Regions from separate parts of the Mus musculus genome. Here region 2 is linked to region 1. A link is a contact called in public Micro-C data. All regions are on one chromosome and are shown on one strand. The core of a region is the stretch at or near the end of the contact, and the rest is flanking DNA. Distances in the headings are between cores, read along the strand shown. Region 1 overlaps Garnl3 (GTPase activating RANGAP domain-like 3). Region 2 overlaps Ralgps1 (Ral GEF with PH domain and SH3 binding motif 1).

Region 1 (6,283 bases), core at 2,411-4,910:
CACGCCTCTCCCTCTCCTGACAGTATCCCTTGTCCTTAGAGGCTCTCAGTTGTGGTGTGCTCTCACTTTCTCTTTCTTCTGTTGCCTGTTCTTTCAGTGTTACAAGAAATCATTTGAGCTGACTTGCACTCAGCTGTTCTCTACACCTTAGCTTCCTTATTGGTAAATGGGAATATACGCTATGACTCAGGCGGGGACCGACTCTCCAGGAATTTATGATACAGAATATGATACAGACAGGAAGCATAGCCAAGAGCCAGTTCCACACATAGAGGACTAATCCACATAAGAATGACATCAGGGGCTGGAGATGGCTCAGCAGTGACAAGCAACTGCTACTCTTCCAGATGACCAGAGTTTGGTTCCCAGCACCCACACTGGACAGCTCACAAAATGCCTCTAGCTCCAGGGAATCTGGTGTCCTCTTCTGGCTTTGGTAGACACACACACACACTCACACACTCACACACACACACACTTAAAATTTAATGGAATCACAAAACTTCCGTGGCTGCTGAGAGAGAAAGAACATGACAGCTAATAAAAATCAAGGAGGCCTTCCTGGAGAAGGTGCCATTTGCCTAAGCTTAGACAGATAACTACGTGTGAGATGCTTGGCCATACAAGGCTAGACAAGATAAGTTGGCAAGTACAGACCATGCTTTGCGTATTTATTGCTATGCCACAAACCACTCCAGAATCTACCAGTTAAGATAATTAGTTGGGAGCCGGATGTGGTGGCACACGCCTTTAATTCCAGCACTCATGAGGCAGAGGCAGGTGGATTTCTAAGTTTGAGGCCAGCCTGGTCTACAAAGTGAGTTCCAGGACAGCCAGGGCTACACAGAGAAACCCTGTCTCGAAAAACCAAAAAAAAAAAAAAAAAAAAAAAGATAATTACTTGGTTTCTTAAGGCTTTATGTGTTGATGACTCAGCAGAGAAGTCTTCTGCTGTCTCATGGAGGTTCTCATCCACTGCAGTCACCAGCAGCTGAGAACAGCAGCATCCTCAGTCCTCCACGGCCCAACACAAGGGACTCAGGGATCCAGGGTAGCAGCAGTTACTCAGTTTGACCAGATAGATGGTCTTGTATGGAGCTAGCAAAGTGGCCTGTTCTGTCCTGCTGGGTGCAGTGTTACTGGCATACACCACACCCGCTCACTGCTCACACATTCTTTGTGGTAGCTTTCCTGCTTTAGGGACCATGTAGGTATAAAGAGTCCACACAGTCTCTGTCTCTGAAGCTGTCTGGCCTTTTATACAAAAAAAAAGTGTCAACCGCATATCTAGGAACTCATTTTGGAAAGACAACTAGGGTCAAATTAGATAGAGCCATCTTGGCACTAAGTATGAACATTCAAATGAGCAGAGGAGAGTCAGAGGTGTAGGTCAGTGGAGGAGCACTGGGGTAGACTGTTTGAAGCCCATGTGCATGTCTCTCCCTCAGACACCCTCGTGACTGCTTCCTGAGCTCCTATGGGTCCCAGAACAGGTCAGGGTATAAGGAAGCAACGGGTGGAGGGAACGTTGTCCTTCAAGCTGGTGAGGAGGTTTGCACTGGGAGAGGAGCCCGGTGGCTTGTCAAGGCCACATGACGTCCGGCTGTGCAGTGGCTGTGGTGGTTTGCTACAGTGTCTTAACTGAGTGACCCTTGTCAGAGCAGCTCTTCTCACCATGTCATTTCTCCTCCTCACAGGTGGAAAGGAAGCGCCACATTGGAAACGATATTGTCACCATCGTGTTCCAGGAAGGAGAGGAGTCCTCTCCCGCCTTTAAGCCTTCCATGATCCGCTCCCATTTTACACGTATCCTGGGTCTTCATAAATGCTCCTGCCCACCAGCCTCCTGGGGCCTCCCAGGACATGTAATAGGCAGCGTGACACCCACCTGAGCGGCTAGTCTGACACCCGCCACCGGGCAGTGTGCCCAAGTGCTGCGTGTTTCTTTCTTGCCCGCCTCTGAGGCAGCGGGGAGGAGTCCTCGGGGACTGTTTCATTGTGTTTCTCAATTTATACACACACAAGATCCCTTCACCACACCCTCCACTACCCTCCCATCCTTCCCCTCTTCTGACCACCCCTTCTTCCTAACAAGGCCCCTCTGCTTTCTCACCTGGGTGTGTCCCACCTGTGTCTAACCAGGGATGCAGTTAAAGCCTACGCAGATGGTCATTTATTTGAGTGAGAGCAGCTCATCAGTAGCTACACCACTGAGAAAATGACTTTTTTTTAAATTATTTATGTATGTGAGTTCACTGAAGCTGTATTCAGACACACCAGAAGAGGGCATCAGATCCCATTACAGATGGCTGTGAGCCACCATGTGGTTGCTGGGAAATGAACTTAGGACCTCTGGAAGAGCAGTCATCCACTGAGCCATCTCTCCAGCCCGAAAATGGCTCTTTGTACCCCAGCAGCCATTAACTGCCTATAGCTCTTCAGGGAGGGGCAGGGCCTCAGGAGCCCCTCCCCATCCACAGTGGGATGTTGATGGGCCTAGGCCAGTACAGGTAGGCACTGGCTGTGAGTTTGCAGGTCAGAAGACAGTGTTTCCCAGCTCACTTCCGGCCTGCTGCCTCAGACCTCTGGGTGCTAGGGTTACAGGAGCATGCGACCACACCCACATTGACTTTCAGAATGCCTCCTCTTTCCTCAGGAAGTCTGTGAAGTGAGGCAAGCTTCCTATTATGAACTGGTAATGAACAATTGTGAAGGATAAGTAGTGACCCCTCTGGGAAGTGACGTCAACTATAAAATCTGTTGCCGCATGCCTGTAGTTCCAACACACTGAAGGCCTGGGCCTGTGTGTGTGTGTGTGTGTGTGTGTGTGTGTGTGTGTATCTGGGCATGCAGACTGACACCTGTAATTACAGCACCCGAGAGGCTGAGGCAGGAGTTCACTGTGAGAAATTATTCTAAGCCTGATACTACCTGCTAAGTTGAAGTATGCTGCGGCATGGTAACATTAACAATGTTACGCACATCGCCTAACCCTGCCCAGCTCACTGTCTGTAGATGCCCGTGGTGGGGCTGGCCCTCTCAACATTGCTCAGCCAGACAACCCCAGGGCATGTGTTCGTCCTATCTGCCAGACCTCAGTCACGGCCCACTTACCATGGTTACAGGCCAGGAGAGCCAATCTCAAGGCAGCGGCTCAGAAGGTTGGCCACAGTAAGGAAAGGACATCTAGTGGGCATTCTCAGAATGAAGTTGAGTCTCATTACTCCTGTTCCCAGAGACCCCGGGAAAAACACCGGGGGACAGACCACTGCGCATCAGGTGCCTGCCAATAAAACTGACTTGTCTCAAGTCAGACAACAGAGCTCACAAGGAGGTTTTTAAAAGTTGAAATGGCCAAATTTCTCCCACAAGGGTAGGGGTTATAATTAAGGTGAAGACACACCCTCCTTGGCTCCTCCTACTTACAGCATAATGTCCCCCATTTATTGGGCTGTGGCACTAATATTCCCCTTTTCCTGGTGACAGAAGGCTTCTCTGAGTGAAGCCCAGAAGACAAGGTAGCTAGATAGCTAGAGACACTTTAGGGTGCTCCCTATTAGACATTCTGCACACTGGCCTGAGCACATATGCAGGTGGTCGGTGTGACCTCATCCCGCAGAGTACAGGAGTGGCTGCACCCGAGTGTTGCTGCCTTCAGCCCCAGGCAGCAGCAGGGCTGGAGGTGAGATGTGAGAGCAGGCCAGAGGAGCACTATTGGGTGCGGCAGTTGTGCTCTTTGATTTATTTTTAAAGAGTTGTATTGAGATTGAAGCCCCATAGCATATCATTTGTCCTTTTTTCTTAAACGCTGGTGGAAGCCAGGTCTCCCACAAGTCCCGAAAGTGCTCTGCCACTGACCCACAGCCCGAGCCGCTCGTTGAGCTTCATCCCAAGCACAGGCGCCTCTGCTCAGCAGCTGCCAGCGGCTACACTGGCTCGGTCTGTTTTGTCTGCCAGAGGCAGGAGGAGAGGGAAAGTGTACAGCAGAAACATTTCCATTGTTTCCCCGTGTGGTGGAATAGATGAGTAGCCGGCGCCAGGAGCTGCTGCTCTGGTTCCCTGGCTGCTTGACTGTTTCATGGATTTCCTTATACACTCCCATGACAGCTGTGGAGGCTTCACCTAACCTTTTCCCAGTATAAGACCACACAGATGCTAACACTAGGCACAGGGCTCCCCTGTGTGTGTGTGTCCCTTGTAAAGGGGTGGAGTTTTGTCCCAACTTCAGAGCAGTAGGTACCTAGCCACAGGGAGGCCTGCTCAAGAACACTTCTGCAGGCAGGGTTCTCAGATCCAGCTCTCCAGTGTGAACATCAAGGGTATTGATGAGTTGCCTTGACTGTCCCCACAGATATTTTTGCCTTAGTGAGGTATGACCAGCAAAATGACAATTACAGGTAGGTAAAGACCTTGTCTCTCTTCTTGCTCTAATTCTAAAATTTGTGTCACCAGTCGGTATTGGCCCTCAAACGACCCTGATGTGCTTGCTTCTGGGGTTCATTAGGTGCAATCTCACCTTCTAGAATATTCTGTCTCTCTCTTCAGGGAAAGATTTTGCTCCATGTAGTATTGCTATGCACAGTAGGCCCAGGGTTCAGGGTTAGTTTGGTGTTTGTACTTTACAGGAGAAGTTGTCTGTCTGACCTTGGTCAGAGTGCCCCTTGCCTGCTGTCCTTCTGTTTCTCAGAATGAATTTATTAGAAGGGTCCTGTGAAAGTACTGTCAAGTTCCACCACTTAGGAGTAGAGAGGTCACACCTCAGCTCAGTCACTTACTGACTTTGAGGATTTGTGAAGCATGTCTGTCCCCGGGCACCTTGAGCCTAGTGTAGAGTAAGAACAGTCACCTCTGGCCTGCTCAGCAAGCCGTGAAATCCAGAGCACCCTGCCTGGTATGCAGCAGCCGTTCACTACTGGTTTTCAGTCTGTCCACAGGCTGGTGGGTTAGACCCTAAGGCACGGCTGCTTTCCTAGGAGAGAGCGCTCAGAGGTGACACAGGCTCCTCTGGAGTGAATCTTCCTCACGTATTACATAGGTCTCTGAACATATTGACTTGCAAAACTGTTACTGACCTTTGAAGAAGAGAGCTGACTAACTCTGGAATGTTCTCAACATAGGCTGAAAATATTTTCAGAAGAAAGTGTGCCACTTTTTGGCCCACCCTTGCCATCCCCTCCGGTGTTTACTGACCACCAGGAATTCAGGGACTTTTTGCTTGTGAAATGTAAGTTGTCATTTTGAAATGTGCTGTTGGTTGTTACAAGAATTTGTTCTCTATACTCTCCCAGGCCACTGCATAGGGAAGTGTTGTTAGACCATTCACATTCGATTCATCCATTACCCATGTTTAGTTTCTGGTAACATTGGGTAGGCTTTCTTCTGGGTTCTCATCTGCTCCTCACATCCTGCCCAAGGCTTTGCAACTTATCGCTTCACCACGCCGGTGCCACAGGCCTCTGGTCAGCCTGTGTGCCCTGGGGTTCTGATACCATCATTCTGAGTCTCCATCATTATATATGTGTGTCTTTGTGAAGGGGTAGGAAGCTATGGTTATGATTCACACTTAGGAACAGAGAGCTGCTGGGCTGTACGAGTGTGCAGGCAGATGGGTTGTGCATGGAGTGAAGAGAACCTTCCCACCCTGGGCCACAAGAGCTGGAGAGCCAGTGCGCATGCACCTCAGCTCACTGCTACCTCCCAGGGCCTGCCTCTGAGCTCTCCTGTCTGACAGACATGGGCCACACCCAGAGCGTGCCTGGGCCATCAGGACCTACTGATCAGCATCAAGTCACTTGGCTTCATCCACTGCAGACTCTTCATAGAAGTCTAGTCTGTCAGCCCTGGAGCTCTGGCAGTGCCACCCAGTCTGTGCCCTCTGCAGCCAGCTCCAGTCTCCTGCCAGACACAGCAGGGGCTGCAGCTGCTTTGCATCCACCTGCCCCTCATACCCACACACACACTGCCTAATTCTGTCACTGTTACCATGTAGTTTGAGAGAATTTGGGGAAGCTCCTGTCCTCTCATTGAATCCATCTTGGTTACCTGGCCCCAAGGTGGCATCAGTTGAGCCCAGAACGTCACAGAATCCCACATCAGTACACGCTACTCGGCTTCTAGTCTTCAATTGCCTTCAGAATTGGCCAAAACTAATGCTGCAGGCCAGGCAGGTGCTGGATGACATATTGTCCTTTCTTTGTATTCTCTTGTAAAGATTAACGTTATATGTGTATGCTTGAGTGTGTGTATGTGCTTGTGTATGTGGGTGCCCATGGAGGCCAGGAGA
Region 2 (6,005 bases), core at 2,570-5,069, 320 kb before region 1:
GTGGTCATCTCGGGCTTGCTTTTTGTTCGGAGCCTGTGGTGCCAGAATGGTAGTTTTATGTTTTGCCCCCCTCACCCTCAGGCCACACGGCCTAGGTGGGATCAGCTCATCTCAGGCTCACTTCCACCAGCCTTTATAAATACAATCTCAGAAGAAGAAATGACAGAACGGTGCAGTTACTTATCTAGAATGTTCCTTAATTTAAAATTTTCTTAATAAAAAATAGATTTCCTGTTTTAATTGAGAAGATAATGCACAGCCAAACCCAATAGACTGCCTAAACAAGTCTCTGCACGGGGTATGAAACCAGCTGTTAGCCATGGCTGCTACCCCATTTCTTTCATTCTTTTTGTGATAGTACTAACTTGTAGTTTCAGCCACTGTTGCATAGGGGATTCCTATTCCATGTGCCAAACTCAGGCTCAAAGAATACAGCTCCCAACCCCAGCAGATACAACTGAGCCTTTTATCCCACTCTCTGTGACAGAGCGACGTTGCCCCGATGCTTGCCTTGCCTGTGTTGAAGATCCTAGAAATGCAGCTCCCGTTTCCTCGCCTTGTCCCTCCTTTCATGTCCTAACCCCTTCCTGGGGTGTGTTCCAGCCTTTTCCATCAGCTTGCCATCATCCCTACACAGTAGGTCTCTGGTGTTTTAAGAAACTTGTAAGCATTTAACACACAGCTTCCAACACAGAGCTGCACTAGGCCCCATTGGTAGACTGAGCTGCATGCCCCACCTAGCTCCTCTGCTTCTGCCATTGTGTCAGGTACCCAGTGCTTCTGGTGGCCCTCTCCTGTGCCAAAATGGCTTTCTTCCATAGGGACAGTTGGGCATGGGTTGGCTGTGTGTGGCTCCTCCTTGCAGCCTGAAGATTTAACACCCAGACAAGCATAAAACCCTCTTCTGTTGATCTCTGTTTCCCTTCTAGAGGCCCTAGCAGCTACATGCCACTCCAGGTTCTGGCCTCACGCTGGGCACCCCCACATTCTGAGGAACCTGTGTCCCGAGGCCTGGCATTCCTGTATGAGTCTCCCAGACTCCCTGCTAATGGCCTGGGCTCTGGCTCTGTACTGCCAGCCCTCTCTCTCCACCTCAGTCCAGTGGTGAACTGCCAACTGTTGTCAGTTACAATGAGTTAATTTATAAAAATAAGTGAGTCATTAGACACATATGATTTAAAATTCAAGCCAGCTAAACAAATTCCACCCTGACTCTGACATCCTAGTCCCTCATTGTCACCGCTCAGAGGGCAGACATAGCTTCATACTATTGTACACCTTGGTGAATCTGACTTGGCACTGTTGGAATACCAGTATTTATTTAAACAACTGGCCACCAGGTGGCACCAAATTGCCACACAGAGCTCCAGCCTCCCTACCCAGAGGCTGTCTTTAATCCAGTGAGCTGCCTTTCAAGTGTGCAACTACTTTTACCCCTAGGTGCTGTGTTGCTCCAAGTGTTTTCCATACCTACTATAAATAGACAGCATTGAAGTATACAAAACGGTAGACATTTAAGTGCACCTGGAGTTTCTTTGGGAGGCAGGGCTGTTAGTTTGTGTAGCAGGTTTTCTGTATGTCTTCATCATGTGTGTGCATGTGTTGTTAGCAGCCTCAAGCATGTGTTTGTGTAAGCACTTTCTTAGTGAGATGTGCCAACTGGAAGCCAGTTCTCCCTGCCCTGCTCATGGGCCTCTCTAGTTCTCCTCTTTATCTAGTATCACTTGCTGACAAGCCGTGTATTTACTGAATGCCTTATTTGCTGTTTACTGAGGGGTTTCCGGCTTCTTGCTTGCTGCTTTGTCCCTGGAATCCAGGATAGTACCTGGTACAAATAGGACTTTGGGCAAACATTTGTTGGCTGGATGAGTGTGCTGATGTGAGCAGGCGCCTGAGCTGTGGGCATCTTTCATTGTCTGTAAGTCCTGATGTCTTGATTGTCTGATGCAGTGTAATGGGGCACAGAAGCGCATGTGTGGGTTGGAGTCTGTGGCTTCCTGGTGCAGGCCTGGTGGCCTGTCCTGATGGTCCCTGCCATGCTGAGTGCAGCCATGGCCTCGTGCTGTGCTTTCAGCTCTTGTGGGTCTTCATGTTTCCAGGCTTGAAGGTGCCGTGTCTGCCAGGAGTCCAGCCAGGGGACTTTCCACATCAGAGATGCTCAGTCATCACCTGCCACGTGATCCCACAAACCTTTTCCTGGCATTACTGGCTGCCTTTGGTCTTTCCATGTTCCCTTTCTATCCTGAAGTTAAGCTTGTTAACATTTAAATCTGCCAGGTGGGCCATGGATGGGTGACTCAGTAGCCAAAGATCTGCCTAGTATGTGGCAGAACCCAGGTTCCATCCCCAACACTACAGGAAGCTAGTCAGAGCACGCACACACCCATGCTGGCCGCTGGTTTCCTTGGCTTCCTGACATTATTGTGACCCTGAGGGAGAGCTGCTTTCTTCTAAGACTAAAAACACAAATCTGTTTTTCCTCAAATGTTTTAATTTGGGGGGGGGTCTGTTTAACTATTCCCTTTTGCTGAGCATTTATTCTTTTTGTTTGTTTGTTTTTGCTTTTTTGTTGTTGGTTTTTGAGAGAGGGTTTCTCAGGCGGTTCTAGAACTCACCCTGTAGACCAGGCTGGCCTTGAACTCAGAGAGATCCAGCTCTGCCTCTCAGATGCTTGTATAGAGGGGAGAATTGATGAATTTATGTTATTGTCTCAAAGGGAGTTAAAGCTTAAAAGGAAGATTTAAACGTATTTTTATTTTATGTGTACTGGTGTTTTGCCTGCATGAATGTGTGTACTGAGTGCATGCACTACTTGTGGAGGCCAGAAGAGGGCGACAGATCCTTCGGGACTGGAGTTGCAGATGGTTGGGGGCCACCACATGGGTGCTGGCAGGTGTGTGTGTGTGTGTGTGTGTGTGTGTGTGTGTGTGTGTGTGTGTGTGATGGGTCCACTGCAAGAGCAGTGAGTACTTTTAACCAAGGGGCCATCTTCAGCCCCTAGAACTCTTTAACAAAAACATTAAGTTTATTGATTCTGTGTGTGTTTGAGTGTGTATGTGTGTGGAGGTCAGAAGACAGTTTACAGAGGTCTTTACCATGTGGGTCCCAGGGACCAAACTCAGGTTGTCAGGCTTTGGTGGCGTGAGCCTTTGCCCCTGAGCCAAGCCCTTAAAACCTTTTAATGAGAGTTTATTGTTTTCTTCAGGTGACTTCTGCACATTTCTTTAAACTCCTTGCCCAGGTCTGCTCTGGTTTGAGCTGTTGTGTTTATTGCTGGATGCCGTTAGTGGAAAGGAACCGACTTTGAGGCTGGATGCCTGGCACCCAGAGTTCCTTCCCTCAAGCTAGTCCTGTTTGCTCATTCATGTCTTCCTTCCCCGGGTTTCAGGGCTGAAACCATTTCATTCATATTTTAAGTTTGTTTGTTTCTCCAGCAAAGTTTGGAGAGGAGAAAGCAAATATGGGGGTGCACTTCATGCAGTGGAGAGCAAACTCAGTTTATGGAGTGCTGTGAAAATGTCCCCTGTCCTCACACACTTGTGGACATTCACACCCCTCTCATCCCAACAGGGCCCTATAGCGTGTGGGATGGGGCTGCAAGAGCTTGGCGAGCTGGTTGAGCCCCTGCTTTAGCCTCTGTTCACAGGTGACAGACCCTGTGTGCCTCTGTCTGCCAGCTGCCCACTCGCCTCATCCTCTTGGCACAGTTCCTCTCCTCTTGGGGGCTGCCCAGCTACTTGTTACGAAGTTGGGGCCAAGGACAGTGCTTGTGGTGTTTGTTAATGAACGTGTGATTGCAGATCCACCACCTACCCCTACCCTCCTGGTTTCAAGAAGAGGAACTTGGTCTCAGGACTTGGAGGAGTGACTGAAGAGAACAAGAGCCTCATTGTGAACCAGGCCAGCACCAGGCATCCCAGCTCAGGGCTCTCTGGCTTTGTGTGTAGGATCGTGTACCCCTTTACTGTACACCTTGTCGTTTCTGAATCTTCATTGGCAAGGGTCACCGTGTGGAAGCAGGGACACAGTGGGGGACTGTTCAGGGGTCTTGGGTGGCTTGGGTTTTGGGAGGAGACTTGGCTACAGAGAAGCACAGAAGCATCTCTGCACCTGCCGGGCAGAGACTGTGACCCCTCTCCTTGAAGTAACATTGCTTGCTTAGTCCCAAGGCAGATGTTCTTTGAATCATTAAAATCAAGCATGTGATTGAGTGGAGAGGGGCCCAGAATACTAGACTCCTGATCTAGACACCCCACATCCTTAACAACGCAGAAGGGAATCTTCTTCCCAGACTTCTGAGCCATCTTCACAAAGATGGGTGTCTCACATCTCCTCACTTGCCTTTCCCAGAGCGCTCTCTAAAGCCCATTGGCCACAGCAGGTCTGACTCACTGTGGCCCTGCTGCAGGAGGGCCCATGCTTGTGACTTCTAAAATAGAGAGTACTGGAGGAGGGGCAGAAGCAGAGCAGGCTCAGGCTCCTCCCCATTGGTCTTCCACACAGCTTCTGTGCATGAGCCAGCAAAGAGTGGTGCTCCCAGTGCAGTGACCGTGACAGCACATCCCAGTTCACCCCTGGATGCGGCTCTTTCTCCCAACCTGTTTGGGATCCATTTTCATTCGTGCTTGCAACATTTGGAAGAAATCACACTCCTGTAATTGGGCAGGCTTGGTTGTATGCATTTTCTTTGAGACAGCCTCTACTGTCTTAGGAAAAAGTGATCATTCTGCTTTGCCCTTAGGGCCTGCTCATTGGCCTGCTCATCTCAGGCCGTCCTGTGCTTTCCTGAGCTGACAGTCTTGAGGAGCGCTTTGCCTGGGAAGAACCCAGGGCTGCATCTGGGCTTTTCCTTTCCCTCTCTGGGACTCCCCCCACCCCCAAAGAGCAGAGAAAGACGCGGGGTTGTTCTGTGGTTCTGATAACAGCTGCCACGCTCTTAAGGAATTACATCATGAGAACTGCTTTTACTCTTGCATTGTTTGGGTTTCCAGGAGGGTTGGCAGCAAGAGTGTGTTTGCCTGTGTATGCAGGAGACAGGGTGGGGAGGGCTGAGAGGTAGAGAGGTCGAGGGAGGGTGGGAAGAATGGGTTTTTGTGTGTACAGGCTGCTGTGCCCAGCCTAAGCAGCTGATACCACCTTCCCTATGGATACAGAGTTCAGATGTGAAAAGATGTGTCTGCACATAATAGTTGAATCCATCTCCCTCAGTCACTGTATTTACATCTGCAGAGTGGCGTCTTAGTATTGCTGTTGATGTGAAGAAGCATCAAGCCCATGGCAACTCTTAGAAGGAAAACATTTATTTGGGGCTGGCTTATAGTCCAGAGGTTTGGTCCATTATTGTCACGATGGGAAGCATGGTATCTGAAACCTCAAAGTCCACTGCCAGGGACACACCTCCTCCTAATAGTGCCACTCCCTATGAGCTAGGGGCCATCTTCATTCAGACTACCACAGAGGAGGTTTACAGAATGCATGCAAGTCCTGTCTCCAGAGTCCGGGACAAAGCCTCTGTGGCAGAGGCACTGAGGGCCAAGCTGTATTTGCTGTCCTTGGGTCTAGGGCTGGAATCCTGCACAGAGCAAGGGTTGGTGAACCCTTCACTTGTGATCGGACGAGGGGAGAGCAGAGGCAGGCACTGATGCTGTGGCCACACAGGCTCCTGTCCTGCTCGCTGGGCTTCCTCAGCACCTGTAAGATGGGAGGACACAGCTGAGGCAGTGAGAAGGAGCCTCTGCTGACTGTGCTCTGGGACCCAGTGCCCCATGCTGTGCTCGCACGCTTGAGGCCACCTCCCATCTCCTGACCCGGAAGACCCCTCCTCAGCTTCATACCAGCACTGTGGCTCTTCTTAGTGGCCCCATGTTGGCCCTTTTAATGCCCTACCTAGTTACACACTTCATCATGTGCAGGAAAACTGGACTGCCCCAGTCCTTCAGAATCCACGCATACATGCTGAGGACAAGGCTCAGAGATTGGTAGGACTTTCTGCTCTTCTCCTGGAC

What was found. Hi-C and Micro-C count contacts between places; a contact is called where the count stands out from the background.
Region 2: a contact with region 1 is called in a Micro-C map of muscle stem cells, with 6 times the contacts expected there. The contact joins two enhancer-like sites. A contact is called at or near these places in 2 of 39 promoter capture datasets (embryonic stem cells and liver), 4 of 15 datasets of contacts at CTCF or cohesin (embryonic stem cells, large pre-B cells, pro-B cells and 1 more), 29 of 484 Hi-C or Micro-C datasets (B cells, the Ba/F3 cell line, CD8 T cells and 14 more), 2 of 115 datasets of contacts at active chromatin or transcription factors (embryonic stem cells and large pre-B cells) and 2 of 9 other capture datasets (embryonic stem cells and liver).

What each region holds. Positions count from the first base shown.
Region 1 is chr2:33,021,603-33,027,885 of GRCm38.p6, reverse strand. It overlaps Garnl3 (GTPase activating RANGAP domain-like 3), which reads left to right. Exons shown (of 30, transcript NM_001355200.1): 13 at 1,698-1,806; 14 at 4,352-4,397; 15 at 5,118-5,224. Among named protein-coding and RNA genes, the nearest start is that of Slc2a8, 43 kb to the right of the region's middle. Within about 2 kb of position 3,660, at least 47 of the 459 cell types and tissues checked have an H3K27ac peak or open chromatin away from gene starts, as enhancers often do. A contact at or near this core is called in muscle stem cells and myocytes, where this site is marked.
Region 2 is chr2:33,344,630-33,350,634 of GRCm38.p6, reverse strand. All of the region lies in intron 1 of Ralgps1 (Ral GEF with PH domain and SH3 binding motif 1), which reads left to right. Among named protein-coding and RNA genes, the nearest start is that of Ralgps1, 24 kb to the left of the region's middle. Within about 2 kb of position 3,819, at least 79 of the 459 cell types and tissues checked have an H3K27ac peak or open chromatin away from gene starts, as enhancers often do. A contact at or near this core is called in muscle stem cells and myocytes, where this site is marked.